Linked DNA regions of Zea mays: region 1 is linked to region 2. A link is a contact called in public Hi-C data. All regions are on one chromosome and are shown on one strand. Each heading gives the region's core, a stretch centred on a gene start, on an enhancer-like site or on the middle of the called end of the contact. The rest is flanking DNA. Distances are from core to core; before and after follow the strand shown.

What was found. A called contact is a pair of places that touch in the nucleus more often than the background predicts.
Region 1: a Hi-C map of tassel shows a contact between it and region 2, with 2.1 times the contacts expected there. The contact joins two enhancer-like sites. A contact is called at or near these places in 2 of 25 Hi-C or Micro-C datasets (ear and tassel).

Annotation. Positions count from the first base shown.
Region 1 is chr10:138,521,876-138,524,575 of Zm-B73-REFERENCE-NAM-5.0, reverse strand. No RefSeq gene overlaps it. Among protein-coding and RNA genes, the nearest start is that of LOC100383502, 14 kb to the left of the region's middle. Within about 2 kb of position 1,300, at least 17 of the 20 cell types and tissues checked have an H3K27ac peak or open chromatin away from gene starts, as enhancers often do. A contact at or near this core is called in ear and tassel, where this site is marked.
Region 2 is chr10:138,269,606-138,272,305 of Zm-B73-REFERENCE-NAM-5.0, reverse strand. No RefSeq gene overlaps it. Among protein-coding and RNA genes, the nearest start is that of LOC103641941, 24 kb to the right of the region's middle. Within about 2 kb of position 1,370, at least 11 of the 20 cell types and tissues checked have an H3K27ac peak or open chromatin away from gene starts, as enhancers often do. A contact at or near this core is called in ear and tassel, where this site is marked.

The DNA of each region.
Region 1 (2,700 bases), core at 51-2,550, 250 kb before region 2:
ATCTTGAAGAATATGCTTGAGTAATGAGGGATAACGACTTTGACAGATGTCATCGTCAGGGGGAGCGAATGCTTATATTGATCACAACCGTGAGACAATAAATGTCATATTCTATGCCCTGAAGGCGTGAGCTTGATGATCAATATGTGAACCTTTATGGAACTTTCTATCAAATATATAGATCTAGTCGATCGAACACCATCAGTCAAAGTGGCTTATTTATATTGATACGTGCACTTGCCTCGTATATCCTAGAAGTGAGTAGAGGTAAAGTTCCTGAAATAGTCCTTGCAAGGATATGCAATCCGTTTGCTAAATCTTTATGTGCATATACTTCTAGAAGAAGATGTTTTGCCTTATTGATACAGTTTTGCAAGGATCAGGGGAGCACATTTCTAAAGTTAGCCCTTGTAGAAGATTCGATAGAATCTAGATCCCAAAGGATCGAAATCTGTCCCGGTGACAGTTGTTGTACTCTTTTTCCCTTGGTGAGTTTTCTTGAAGTTTCTCACATGAGGTTTTTAACGAGGCAACAAAGTGCAAATGCAATTTGTATCACCATGCACTCTTTCTCCACATTTTTCCCACTGGGTTTTTCGGAGTTTTAACGAGGCATGTGTTGGTCGCGGTATTCGCCCAAGGGAGAGTGTTAAGTAACCCTAGTTAGGGTTATGTGGGCAAATAACTGCTTTGTCCCTGAGGGGTCTCACATCCCTATATAAGGAACTTGTACACCTCCTCATAATACAGAGATCAGAAAGAGGCCAGAGGCCCAACCCTATATCCAGTGTCTTGTGTGTTTCATCTGTCGTGCTTATGAGAAGGGAGACGAGCTCTCTACATCTTCTTGCGCCTCTACTGCTGACAGAAGGGAAGGGAGCGGATCTGGTGATCCGTGGTAACGTAGTTCTTAATAGCTTTGACTTTCATCCTGACTCCTACTCTCCTAGAAATGTAGACCAAAAAACACGACCTGTAGTTCTGAGGGCCTGGAAAGAAGCAGCAGTGCTTGCACATTTCAGTTACCGGGCGCCAGGTCGAAGGCATTGAACAATCAACATGGAAACATGGCTTTATGAAAAAAAAACATGTCCCGTGTGGCCGTGTGCAGTTCCAATGGCTTTATGAAAAAAAAAGAAAAGGCACTGAGGTTATGTAGGTCTCGGTGCAGTTCCAATGGGCAGAAATGGGACTTACATGCAGATCTGCTATTAGGATTAGGATATTTACAATTGATCTGAGCACTAATGGGCTTCAATTGGTGTATTCGGATTACATTTGCAGGCCGGGCTTGTCGGCTCTATTATTTTGGGCTAGTGCAGAAGCTGCAGCGGCCCACGACCATGGGCATATTCACCAACCACCATAAGCTATTAGATGATTGCTGTTGAGTCTACCACTTGAGTCGCCACGTGTAGCGGCGTTCCTTTTTTTTAAAACATCTACTACTCCCTTTCCGTGAAAGTGAAAGGAAAAGTACTCATCTTAGCCGCTTAGTGCGGCCTTTCAGCGACACGAAAAGTAGCAATTCTGGCCGTGCTCAGCAGATTTAAATATTCAAAAAGTTCCACCGGTGTACTATTATATAGGTTTGACCTCCTCATTTCTGCTTATTAGAACTAGTTTGAAAACACCGTTTTCTAATTTTTTAAGAGAAAATAAATTAATTTTCTTTAGAAAAATAAAAACCCCTTAGAAAAAAGGATCCCAAACTAGCCCTTAGCTCTTTTATTTCCCCCCTCCGTATGCTGTGTGTGTTTTTTTTCGGTCGATGCTAATTTTGTGTTTGGCTTCAGGTACAGGCTACAGCAGATCTGAGACTATGCGCAACACATCCCCCTCCCCTTGCATGGGGGCTGTAGGGGGCACTCCACGGCCGCAGCGGTGCCCCTACAGCGCCCCCTACGTGCCGGCCCCCTTCTCTCTCGCCCCAGATCTAGTGTGTCACTGTTCATCACCCTAAACACTGTACCGTGGGTCCACGAGTAATTGTTAGTAGATAAAAAATTGATAGTTGATATAGAAAATTATATTTTATAGTTGTAGTGGGGGTATAAGGGGAGTATTTAGGGGGAACCGCTGCGGGAGATGAAAAAATAGGGAGAAAAATAGGGGGAAAAGTGATATAGGGGGAAAAATTTAGGGGTAACGGTTACAGATAGCCTGATCACCAAGACGCAGGGCCCTACACTGTTGGGGACTTGTTCTCAGATGCTATGAATCAAGAACAAGACAACATAAAATATTAAATGTCAAAGCCCTTCGTCCTTCGGGTCATTATTTCCCTTCGGATATAATGAATCTAGGACAAAGGTTATGAAAGCCATGCCTTCACGACCATGATGAGAAGTAAAGAACATTCATACAAAATACAGAAAGTAATATGATCTTTTATAAACATTATTATTGATATATTTCCATTTAACTTATTATTACAGACAATGTTAAATTACAAATGTACCTTCGGCTTGAAGGAGTGAAAATACAAATGTGACGCCAAAAGTGAATGCCAAGTCAGCGTGAACAGTACGGGAGCACTGTTCATCTATTTATAGGTATGGGACGTAGCCCATGTAAGATTACATTAATGCCCTTTACATTTATCAATAACTCTATAGTAATTCTTCGAGGTTTAATCTGGCTTTTCATCTTTAAGTCGGTTTCCCTTTCCGCCGTTATGCCGAAGCTCTTCTGCGCATA
Region 2 (2,700 bases), core at 121-2,620:
AGCAAGAATCAAACCACAGGTATTGTATCTGCATCACCCTTGTGGTTTTAGAGGATTCTATCCAAATCTCTTTCTCCAACTCTATATTTAGATAAACTTACAACATGTTCGTTTGGCTTTAATCTTATGATGAAGCTTTAGAGGTATGGAAACGAATGTACCTAACTTTTGTTTTCGTTTAACAGGTAAGTTTGATAGCTAATATTCTGAGTGCACCTAGAAAACTCGTCAAACTCTCTGGGCGACAAGATAATTCAATTGAACTAGTCGATTGGCAAAGCTGCATCGCGGTTGAAACGTGTCACTGGCAATGGCAATGTAGAAAATGCGGCTATGAAAGACGAAACAGAAGTAGAACCATCCTAAAAGTACTTGTAACTTTTCAGTTTTCTATTACCTGAACTTGTGTTTATGTAAATTCAACTCCCTGAACATACGAGTCTCAACTTTACACGCATACTTACAATGAATTATTTGACTAAAAACAGCTGGTCGGTAAATCCTGCAGTTCTGCTGTAAATATTTTCGTGTGAAATTGTGTTGGAAATCAAAATTGATTTAAAAAGGAATGCACGTCTCTTTTAGAACTTTTGCATGTCAACTTATTGGATACTCATTCAAATGAACTTGCAGATTGGGATTTCCTCATTGAGCGACAACGAGCATGTGGTGGAAAACTTGAACGAACATGGTTTTGTGCAAGGCTACATGCCCATTATCCAGAAAAGAGAGTGCAGCAATAGGGTCGCAGGTTCATCTGGTCAAAATTGGTGAGTTCAGGCCAAGAAGTGTTAAAATCAGGCGTGGACATTTTTTCTTTGACTTAAATCCACGAAAAAAGGGATGCATGATGGTATGTTTAACTAACCGTAGCAAAGAAACGAATCGCATTACTATTAGTGTGACTTTATTTAAAAAATTTAGGTGGTGTTTAAATACAATAGAGCTAATAGTTAGTGGCTAAATTTAGTTGAGACATCCAAACACCCTAGCTAATAGTTCACCTATTAGCTATTTTTAGTAAATTAGTGAATACTCCGTAGTTAGGTAGCTATTTGTTAACTAGTTAATTCCACTAACTAATTTTAGCTAACTAACTATTAATTCTGGTGTATTCAAATACCTCTTAGCCGTTGTGTTGAAGTTGTAGTTTTGTGATAAGCATAGGAATCGGAGGACTTGTATGGAGTATGGACTAGCTTGATGCATTCAAATGTACTTTCTACTTGCAGCTGCAGCTAGACGCTTCAACAAATTCTGCAGCTGCAATGCAACCGGAGTATTTGTTTGCTGACCCTAGACGCTTCGTGATTCCGGATTTCTCTCGCTTGCAGCTGCAGCTTCCTCTTGTGTTGTGTCTTATGTGGTGCCCTATTTGGGCCGAAATGAGTTTGTGGGCCGGGTGCAGAGCCAGTAGGAGGGTGCTAGATATTCTCATTGACCTGGACACTTTGGACTTGCAATTGAGAGGACAAAAATTGTCAAATTGTTCTTATTAGGGCATATAAGTTTCGTTTACATCATCATACGTATCGAAACTGACTTGTTATTTTTTCCATGAAATGAAATATCCAGCTATACCATTGAGGTTTCTGAAAACCTAAGACAAATCAGGAGGTTACTTGAGTCACGAAAGGTGTGCCCTCACAACCCTGATACCATGAACATGAAGTGAAGTGAAATAAAAAGATACAGATATTACATAGAATGAATCCCTACATAGAAATTCTGTTTGTAAGCTACATGAATGTTAAACAATTCAAGGTGCGCTGACTTGTTGGGCTTCTATAGACTTCATACACCAGCCTCTCTTTCCTCTCGTCTCCGCTATTCCGAGGCTTGTTTTACACCCTGTACTAAAACGCCAGGCGTTCGTTTCCAATCAATGGCAACTCGTGAATCTCATGCCATTAATTATTCGATGAGAAATACTAGTAATCACTACTATGAAGGAGACAGCCAAAAAAAAATCACACATCGTCACGAATATAACAAACAAACAAAAAAACTGCTCTCCATGATGTAGGATCACGGCCACCAGAGGCGCAGCTCCAGGTCGACGTCCTTGTCTCCCTCGACCTCGTCGTCGATGACGTGGCACCGGTCGTGCGCGGGCGCCAGCGCCAGCGGCCCGGCCGAGAGCAGCACGTCGCCGCTGGGAATGAGGACCGCGCCGGCGGCACTGGAGTTCAGTATCGGGTACAACACCGCGTACTTCGCAGCGTGGGGCGTCTCGTCCGTGGCCGGCGACGACGCCGCGCCTCCGAGCTGCGCCGCGGCGCTGCCATGCTGGTGTCCGCCGCGCATCTTGGCTCGGTCCCGGCGGTGCACGTTCATGTGCCCACCCAAGGCCTGCGCGGACTTGAACTCGCGGCGGCAGAACGCGCACGTGTACGAGCGCGGCGGCCACGCCCCGCCGAGGCCGTCGCCGTCGTCGTCGTCGTCCGCGACGTCGTCGGGCACGTGGCGGCCGATAGCTGCCGCCGTCGCTGGCCAGCCCCACATCACGGCGGGCTTCATCCGGTGCTGCTGCAGCTGCTGTTGCTTCAGGAACTGGTGCAACGTGATGTGCTTGACGTGTGCATGCTCTGTGCTGCTAGTAGTAGGCGCCATTGATGGAACTATAGTTCTCGGTGTGACGACGTTGATGCTCTCTCGTTCACACGACGACGAGACATGCGGGAGGTTTCGTTGCCTGGT